2 separate regions of the Mus musculus genome follow, and region 2 is linked to region 1. A link is a contact called in public Hi-C data. All regions are on one chromosome and are shown on one strand. The core of a region is the stretch at or near the end of the contact, and the rest is flanking DNA. Distances in the headings are between cores, read along the strand shown.

Evidence for each region. Hi-C and Micro-C count contacts between places; a contact is called where the count stands out from the background.
Region 2: a Hi-C map of muscle stem cells shows a contact between it and region 1, with 2.0 times the contacts expected there. The contact joins two enhancer-like sites. A contact is called at or near these places in 7 of 484 Hi-C or Micro-C datasets (B cells, the G1E-ER4 cell line, bone marrow-derived macrophages and 4 more), 4 of 115 datasets of contacts at active chromatin or transcription factors (the SCID.adh cell line, bone marrow-derived macrophages, embryonic stem cells and 1 more) and 2 of 9 other capture datasets (adipose tissue and embryonic stem cells).

The regions. Positions count from the first base shown.
Region 1 is chr15:57,853,319-57,858,352 of GRCm38.p6, reverse strand. No RefSeq gene overlaps it. Among named protein-coding and RNA genes, the nearest start is that of Derl1, 37 kb to the left of the region's middle. Within about 2 kb of position 3,757, at least 69 of the 459 cell types and tissues checked have an H3K27ac peak or open chromatin away from gene starts, as enhancers often do. A contact at or near this core is called in muscle stem cells, where this site is marked.
Region 2 is chr15:57,977,375-57,982,304 of GRCm38.p6, reverse strand. No RefSeq gene overlaps it. Among named protein-coding and RNA genes, the nearest start is that of n-TMcat16, 3.8 kb to the right of the region's middle. Within about 2 kb of position 1,409, at least 58 of the 459 cell types and tissues checked have an H3K27ac peak or open chromatin away from gene starts, as enhancers often do. A contact at or near this core is called in muscle stem cells, where this site is marked.

The DNA.
Region 1 (5,034 bases), core at 2,508-5,007:
GCCAGGGTGAGATTAGGTTAGATCTCAGCTACCCTGAGAAACTTCCCTCGCTTGCTCTTCCCCATGTGTCCCTTTAGTCCTCCCTAGTCATCCTGGAAGGGTGCCTGGCCCTGAGTGGTTGGGGATACCAGACTCAGAGGCGGTGAGTGCTCCCCCTAACTGCTCAGTTGCTGAGTTTAAGTCCCTGCCTTTCGTGGATAGCCAGCAGGGCTTGAGGTGCCTGGCAGGCTTTGATAAAGCTAATGCCTTGACCACCTGGATGGCACTGAGTCAGTTGCCAACCCTCTCTGAGTCTCAGCTTCTTAAAGAGAAAGATGAGCCCCGCCGCCTAAGCTGGCCCTATGCCCTTCAGGCCTGACATCAGTTTGATCCTTTGAACCTTTCAGAGTGGCTTTGATACAGGTAGGGAGACAGGGCCAGAGATGCAGGGAGCCTGCTAATCCTGCCATGAAATAGTGAAACAGCAATGACCTCACTTAACTCCAGATTCATGTTGATGTGGTGTCAATTACAGAGGATGCTGTGTGCCCAGGAGATCACAATCTACCATCAAAATGATTCTACTTGCTTTGAAGACAGACTGGGGGGCAGAGCTTAAAACACAACCTCTTTGTCCCTGTCAAAATCTGAGGATCCCCAATTCTGTTTCTCATATGACTAACTCACACTCCAGTGGTCAAAGGGGACACATGTAAGAATGCACACAGCAGCAGCATCTGCAATAAAGCCAGATGAGAAACAACCCAATGTCTAGCAATCCCAGAGTGGCTGAGTTCTTGTTCACCATACAAGGATATCCTATACATCTAGGCATTTGATCAGTTGTGATGTCACGGGAAGAAATACCGACAAATCTGAGACAGGTAAAGTGGAAAAAGCTTTACACAAACCAATACGTTGTTGCATGGCCCACTGATGTGAAAGTCAAGGCTACAATGTAGCAGTGAGACCCTCTTACATGTGTCCCCTTTGACCACTGGAGTGTTGAGTTAATCATATGAGAAACAGAATTGGGGATCCTCAGAGGGGGCAATTGCTGGGAGAGGCTGATGGGAATCCATCTAGGGCTGATCTACTTATTGGTATGAGCAGTGATTCACTCTATGACAGTTTATTGGGCTGTATTTTCTTTTCTTAGTATACTTTTCTGTGAGGCCATCCTTTAGTTCTGTCGTTTAAAAGATTGGGTAACTAAGAAAGCCATTGGGAAAGCTGGAGAATCAGGCTGTATTACTCCTGGGAATAATACCAACTCTGCTACAGAACTAGTTGAATGAGGAAGCTGCCATCACTCCAAAATGGGTACACTTTATACTGCCCAGCCCTACCTGCCTGGGGATGGCACCTACACAATGATAAGGGCTATCCTCCAGACTTGTCCCACGTGAAAGGCCCCACAGACATGCTCACAGACCAATCTGATGGAGGCAGTTCTTAAGCTGAAGTTCCTAGGCTTGCCAAGACGCCACCTAAGATTAGCCATCATACCTCCCCAGTATCAAGGCCTCCGTCCATAAGAGCTCAGCCAACTCTGCCACCTCCCCAACATGGATGTTGATGGATGCTTCCATTCCGATAGTTCCTGCTATGTGGAGTCAGTGTTCATTCTGAGCTTCAAGAGAGGTGGACAAAGACCATAGCTTCTGTTGGGAGCTAGAAGGCAAGTATTCCTCAAATGTCAGAGGGCTGTAAAAAGAAACAACAGTCATAAAACATGGCAGAGGCAACGCTACTGTATTTATTTCAACAGAGACCTTTTGGGGCAACCACCTTATTCTCTCATCGCCCTGATGGTGTAATAGATGCCTCTTGGCATCCAGCTCCATACCTACTTGAGTAAGGAAAAGAAATGAGAAGGAAAGGCTTTGACTGCTCCTGGCTATGGTGGAAGGGAACGTTTATTATAGATAAAAGGGCAGAGGCAGGGACACCTGGGCGAGTTCAGAGTGGACATGATCAGGCTGAGTTGGGCAATGAGGGGAGAATGGGAACCCCGGGGCAGCAGCCAGGAGGCCAAAGGGACAAATGGGGTGGGTAACCAAAATGTCTGGATTATATACAAAAGAGCCTCTGGGGGAGGGGCAGCCCTGTCCCCGGGCTGGAGAGATGGGGGAGAGGGTGGAGCATGCCCTTCTTATCCTGTAGCAGTTAGGGACTGAGGATGCTTTAGGGAGCTGGAGGCCAGGTCACTTTGCTATGTTAAATAGCCATTTGTCCCAGGTTAGAAACTTAGCACTACCCTTTGCCTTTTGATATGAGTTACTCTACCCTGAAGACTGGGAAACTACCTTTCTCTGGTTTTCCTAGATTCCTATAGATTATTTTGTAAACGATGCTAAGTAAGGGAATAAACAGTAAGTGAACAGGGTAAGCTAGGCTCAATAGGCAGAGGAAATCCGAAGTCATCTTCCTGGCAATAGTGTCACTAGGGCTTATGCACAAAAGCTCTGGCTATAGCTCCATGTGCACCTATGGCTTTTCCAGTATGCTCTGGAGTCACCCACTTCACTCTGCTCATCGACAGGCCTGGAACACACAGGCGGAAGCCATCGGGTGGAAGATTCCATAGCTGTATGTGTAAGGCCTAGGAGAATTGAGGTCTCCACGCCATAGAGAGAGGGAGGACCAGGCAGGCAGTCCTGAAGATCACTGGAAGGATGACTCCCTCATCTGCCACTGGAGGGCTGCGAGCCATGATTGCTTGCCTAGATTGCAGGATTGCAGGCTGCAGACAACCCAGCAATGCTAGAGGCCTGGAGTGTATGGTGGGAGAGCGAAAGAGCTATCAGAAGGGTCGATCTTAGAGTCAGGTAGCCCTGGATTCCCACCCTTTGCCACTGGATATTCCAAGGTACATTCTCAAGCGCTCACATGTCTCTCTGAGTCTTAGTTCCCTCACCTGTATAGTTAATAGATTAATATCTACATCAAGAGCCATGAGGAAGTCAAGTAGACAGGTGTCTGTGAACACCGCTTGGTTTTCCATGCAGAGGGCATTTTCAGACTCCCACGGGAAAGCTTTGAAACCTTCTCAGTGGCTTATGCTTGTTCATCTGACTTGGCATGCTTTTTAGGTCTGCAGTTGTGTTGGTGCCGGGGATACAGACAGAAGACGCCCTTTAGTAGGAGATGGGGGATGTGTGGCGTGTCTTATGATGCTGCATGACAGAGGCATTTCTAGGGAGGATGTAGAGGAGGCAAAGGACCCTCAAAGAAGAGAGCTTATCCAGACTTGGAGGTGGGACACTGGATATTTTAAAAAGCTGGATTTCTAGGCTGAGATTTGAAGGAGAAGCTAAGAGTTAGCCAGGTAAAAGAACAGGGAAGGGAGGTGTCTAAGCTAGTGGCTGTTCAGGTCAGGAAATGAGAGCCATGAGGGATTTGAAGGAACTCTAGGTGAGAGTACAAAGCAGGAGGGAGGGAAGGATGAAGGGAGGGAGGGAGGGAGGGAGGGAGGGAGGGAGGGAGGGAGGGAGGGAGGGAGGGAGAGAGAGAGAGAGAGAGAGAGAGAGAGAGAGAGAGAGAGAGAGAGAGAGAGAGAGAGAGAGAGACTGGGGCTGGGGCTGGGGCTGGGGCTGGGGCTGGGGCTGGGGCTGGGGCTGCCAGGTAGTGGATTTGTCCCCATCAGTGTGGAGGGCACATTTTCTGCCTTAGGAGAGAGGCGGCTGGCCTGCAGCCCAGCTCTAGGCTGATTTACAGGCATCTGGTGCCAAGAGTGGCCATGCCACCTGCTCTTAAATCCAAGGCACGTAAGGCTCTGTGCCTTTGTCCAATGTTAACATGAGCTTAGAGGAGACGCTTCCCCTGGGACGAGTGAGCTCTGCCCCAGCCTGCACTTCACAGCAGACGCAGAGAAGTTGCAGGCATGGAAGCTGCTCTTGCCATCTCTCCTCTCTCTTCTTGCCTTCTGGTCCTGGCACCTGTCACAATCTGATGTCCTCGCTCCTCTAGGTTTGACAGGCTAGCAGGTGCCTGCCATAATTCCCCACTTACCTTCAGATAGATAATTTTTTTTGAGGAGACAAAAAAACCAAACCAAACCAAACTAAACTAAACAAACCACCAAACCCATAAACCAATCTATGAGATTTCCCGGGAGCTGTTTACCTAGTAGGGGTAAAACCCCTTCCAGTGCCCAGGTAGGGGCAGGTTGAAGTTGAATAGCAGGAAAAGCCCGAAGAGAATCATCGTCTCTCTTGTGTCTGACCCTGACCCCTCCCATCTTTTCTTCTTTGCTTTTGTCTCTGGCTTCTGCTTGGCTGGCATCCCCTTCTCTGGGAATATCCCTGTGACCCCTAGCTTCACATCCAGTTCTCAGCTGCTTTTGCAGTTGTTTCTTGTGTCCAACTGCAGTTGTTGATTAACATGTCTGCCTCCCCATGGCACACCAAGTTGAAGTTCAGCAGCCGTGAGTGGTACCAGTGTGCTCGTCCTGTGCCAGGTTCTGAATGGGTCAGGAGGGACTGGAGAAAGTCCTGGGGTGGCCTCCAGTTCGCTGAGGCACAGACTAATGAGGCTTCCCTCCCACTGGTAGTAGGGAGGGGCCAGCATTTTGTTTAGTTGAGTTTACCCAGAAATTACAGTGCTCGTCATAAAGTATGTCCTCAATAAGTAAATATTGACTGAATAGTTTTGCACTATAAATGTATTTTTCAGGTTTCCAAAAAAAAAAAAAAAAAAGGAAAGCGAGAGTGCTTCAGAAAGTGACTCAGCAGCGAGGCTTTGCCAGCTGCACTTCTGGGGGCCCTCCGTGGGAATCTCCCATTTCTCACAGGCACGAGCACTGCAGCAGAGGGCAGGGGATTGTGGGAAGGAGAAGGTGGCTTGTGGAATAGGAGACTGCCTCTTGGCTAGGGAGTTGGGAAGGTTGAAACCGGAGGGCTGGGGTTTGGAATCGAGAGTTATGTTCTCATTCTGTGGACACTGACCAGATGACAACTATGCTATCCTTCATCGCTTGTGACAAAGCATAGTAAGGTACATGGTATCTTATCCCAGTGGCGACTGGTTTGCAGAATACTGGCTACTGAATTA
Region 2 (4,930 bases), core at 160-2,659, 130 kb before region 1:
CCAAGGCGCTTTCTAAAAACTAAGATATCACTGACACCCACTAAAGTTCATCCCGGTGACTGCGCTGCTGCTGAGTTGAGACCATAACCAAACAACGTTGTCATCACCACTAAGTCCTTCCAAAGTCACAGACAGCTTCCCCTCCATCAGCCCTGATAAGCCACCTATCACTTTCCTGTCTCTAAAACATTTTGCTTGTCCCTGGGTGTCACATAATTAGAAGTACACAGGGTTAGATCTCCGCATCTGGCTTCTGGCTTATTTTGCTTAGCATAATGCATTGTGATTCACCTATCTGTGCATCGGTAGCCATTGTCTAGATGTACCATAGTTTGTTTATCCAGTTCCCAGCGAAAGGACATTGGGTTCTCACTTGATAGGTTTAAGAATAAAGCCACTACAAATGATTGTATGCAGAATTTCATCTAAACCAAGTTTGTATCAATTGGGTAAATATCTAGGACACTATTTCTAAGTTCCACGGTAGATGTTTTTTATGACTTTGTAAGAAACTGCTGCGCTGTCTTGCAAAGACTGACTTTATGCCCATCAGCAATGAAGGAGACTTTGGTTGCTCCACACTGCTGATGCAAGTGTGTGCCCACCTGCTGAGTGTGTGGAAGCCAGAGGTTAGTGTCAGGATGTTTTCTTCCATTTCGTCTCCATCTTTTCTTCAGGTCTCCTTTAGCTTGGAGCTCTCTGATTCGGCTATACTGCTTGGCTATTGAGCCTCCTGGAATCTGCTTGTCTCTGCTCTCCCAGGGCAGGGGCTACAGATGCATAAGCACCACACTTGCTACTTCACCTGAGTTCTGGGGTCTCAACTCCGGTTCTCATGCTTGCACGGAAAGCATTTTATCCGGTGAGCCATCTCCCCACTTGTGGTGTATAAATTTTAAGAAATGACATCATGCGTTGCTGATGACCACACTTATACAGTTTGCAGACCCAGTGGCAAAACACAAACATGGAGTCCCTTGTTCAGAAGAGAAGGAAAGAAAATACTATTGGAGTTACTGACTTTCTGTGGTCTTTCTCTTGGCTTCTAGTAGGCTGTTTGGTCTGCTTTTTAAATTTGTTCTTGGATGTTTTCCTGTGTTCTGGGGTGTGTTTGTATTCATATTCTGAGCAGAGACAAAGGTCTAGATGCACACAGGACTCTCTCACAGGCTCAGGCTCGGGGTCGCACCGCTGCTGCTATAAATGAGGGAATGCCAACTGACTTCTGTGGTTCTGGGAAGCTGACCAAGAACGCACTCCCCACCGGGACCCAGACCTTCTAAGAAGAGTCACTTTATAACCAGATTTTCTCTCTGGCTATTGATGGAAGCCGCTAAGACAGATGAAGCAACTCTGTCAAGCATAATTGTGCAATCCAAGCACAACACGGTGGTTGAAGGAAGGTCTGGGAGCCGATGTCACTGATAGGAACTGAAAGCCCTGTGAGCTGGCACGCCAAAGCCACACACCCATTAGCTTTGTGAACCGGGGCCTCATGGCTTTGTGTGTGTGCTGACAGGAGACACTGCCCCTCACAGCTGTTGTTATAGGGCTGGTACTGGAACAAAACTTATCCTGTTCTGGGTCTGATCTTGGAAGGAGCAGGCCCAGAGTTGGGCCTCAGGGCTGCTGCACCCACCACCTGTCTCATCAGGCAGTAGGAGAGGAGTGGGTGGCTCCTTTCAGGAGAGTGTTAACCCTTTCTTCTCTGGCTGTCCTGCCCATCCAGAACATGGAGAGTCATAGTACCTATGACTCTGCTTCTGGATAATTTAGTGGAAAGGTTCATTTGGACAACAACAACAACAACAACAACAACAGTCCCATTGTGCACATTGTGCAACGTTGTAACTCTTCCATCCCATGAAAACAGAGGCACAGAAGGGAACCAGCCCTGCCTGCAAAGGTAGATCTGTTTCTCTGCAGCAGGGGGATGTCTCAAATGTCTCTTGCCATCAATCTTCAAATGTTCCCAGTTTCCACAGAGGTACAGCCTGCTCTGCTGCCAGGAAAGACAGCAGGTAAGAAACCATCAACACAGAGGATCCCTGTCTCACAAACAAACAAAGGAAAGGGGGGAAGGAAGGAAGGGAGGGAGGAAGGAAAGAAGGAAGGAAAAGGAAGAAACCATTAAGCCAGGCAGTGAGATGGATCAGCCAGCTGGTAAAAGGTGATTGCCACCAAGCCTAATGACCTGAGTTCAGTCCCCTGGATTCCCAAGATAGAAGAAGTATGGCTTTAAGACACACACACACACACACACACACACACACACACTGAATAAATATAAAGAACTAACCTAGGCCTATGGGGGCTCACAGAGACCGGGCCACCAACCAGGAAATATGCAGGCACTGGACCTGGACTCCCTACACGTTGTAGTAAACGTTCAGCTCTGCTTTCATGCGGGTCCCCTAACATGTGGAGCCAGGGTCTCGGTCTCTGTTCCTTGACATTGGATCCCCTTCCCCCTACCTGGACTGGTTGGGCTTCAGTGGGAAAGAATGCACCCAGTCCTGCTGGGACTAGATGTCTCAGAGTGGTCCCAAGGCCCCCCTCTCCCCCTTCTTTGAGGAGGAGAGGGGACAAGGGGCAATGGGGCGAAGGGACTTGTAAGGGTGGGACTGGGACAAGAGGCAGGGGGGCTGTGATCGGAATGTAAAGTGAATAAAAATAAATAAATTATTGGAGGAAATAAATAAATAAATATAAAGGAATGTAAGAAAGCAAAGGGAAAAAAAAGCATGAAAACAAGCATGGGGCCTTGAAATGAAGCAATCAAGCAAACATGCCCCTGAACCGTGGTGAATGTTACAGTCAGGAAGAGGGCAGGGTCCGTGAGAACACAGCACAGAGGAGCTCCACCCAGCTCAAGGGCAGATGCCTCAGGAATGATGAGAGGGGATGAGGGGGGTGTCTGCCTGTGTGGGGGGAGGGTGAGATGGGCCCTGGAGGTACCCGAGGATGTGGCTCCTAGTGGGAGGGTGAGCCAGGCCCTGAAGGTACCCGAGGATGTGGCTCCTCTTTGTGGTAGAGCCATGAGGTTTTGGGGGGATACGGTCAAAGTCACTGTAACATTAGTAATGGCCACTCTAGTCTCAGGGAGCCTATCGAGCGCTTTGGGGAACATCTGGCCAACAGCAGGGGTAAGGCTGCTTCATTCTTGGATGCTGCCAGTAACAACAGGCTGCCTCCTGCCTAGCTGTCCGTTCATCAAGCTGAACCCAGGCTGGGGGGACTGAAGCCTTCTGATGCCCTGGACAAAGAGCTGTTCCCCTCAGGGCGCATCTGAACAGCCTGCCTTCACACCCCTCGTCTCTTTGCCTCTGCTCCCTCTCTTTGCCGGGATGGCTTCTCCCTTCCATCTGTCTTGTTATAGTCAGAATAAAAGATGAGACTCCTGCGAGCCTAACCAAGGCCAGCCAGGCAGGTTGCCAACCCCAACTGTAAGAGGTCAGCGTGTGGGAAGAGGGGGTGCTTTCCGTATCCCAGAGGATGACAGCATAGTGTCCGACCCTGAGGGCCTCCTCCTCTCTCAGTTCTCAACTCTCCTCTGTTTCTTCTTAGTTGAAGCAGAGGTCACGGGAAGGAGGCAGGAGTCCTAGTATGCAGGCATTTGGAGCCAACTCTTCTGACCTCTGTTCCAGCTGAGCAGTCACTACTGGGGACTGTATGAGGAAAGAGCAGGCAGAGGCCAGGCCAGACAGAGGTGGCTCTTAAGCTAGGTACAGTCCCTGTCGAACCGATGGAGACAATGAGCTGAGGGTGAGACAGAAGTACAGAGAGAGCGAGGTGTTAAAAGTCTCAGTCATTCCTACCAGCTGACCTTCTGGTCTTGACCTTTGGGTAAATGGAAACTTGTCCCTGGGGTGAGAGGACAGGAATGAACCTATTCTTCTTTTAATCTGCCCACAAGTTCTTCAGTCTTCCGCTATCCAACACATCAATACAACTCTGCTGTGTTTGTTACTAACAAAACTTAGATCTTCTGGAATTTGAAGACTTTTCTGTGACACCTAGAGCCACCTTCGTGGTAGCATGAATAATAAAAGGTCTCTCACTGACTTGGATGTTGGATTAAAGTGTCTGCAGGACTTGGTCCTCCCTGGGTCCCCTTATTGGCTGTGGATAGATGGCTGTCTTCCCCCTGCACCCTTCTAGGTGTTCCCTCCGTGTGCACTCGGTCCTCCTTTCTCATAGACACTCCAGGCAGTTATAAAGATCAAGGAAGAGGCACACGCATTACTAGGTGTGATGGCTATTCTTGATTGTTAACTACACCCGGAGTTAACTAAAACCCAAGCGGCTAGTGTGGTGGCTTGAATAGAAATGTCCCCCAAAGACTCATGTGTTTGAATGCTTGGCCCATAGGGAGGTGTGGTCTTGTTGGAGTGGGTGTGGCCTTGTTAGAATAGGTGTGGCTTTGTTAAAGGAACTATGTCACTAGCTGGGAACCTGGAGCACACTGGCCTGCAGCCAGATCAACAGGTTGGAGAGTGTCCCTTCCAGGCAGCTCAACTGGTCTGAGAGTGTCTTTCTCTGCATCACTTCCTTCCTGCTTCTATATGCTGGGGAGAGGGAGGGATGAGGCGAGTCTTGTCAGTTTCAGGAATTTCCTGGGGCCACTGAATTGCTTACTTCCTGAGCTTAAGGAGCTTCTCTGCAGGATGGAGTTCTTACACATCAAATGACGGCTCAATACGTTTAAACATGCAGTATGGACCAGACAAGAATCCAGTTCTGTGTGTTGTGTGTAGAACACACAGTAGTAGAAACCTGTAAACTCATCTATACTGCGGGGCATCCCTTGTGCTGATTGCTTCAGGTTGCTTAGGACAGAGAATAAAAGAGCCACATGTTGGAGGCGGTGGCCAAGAAAGAAGCTGTTTCATTGGGAGAAGGAGTCAGAAAGGAGTTAAGTGGGGAAAGA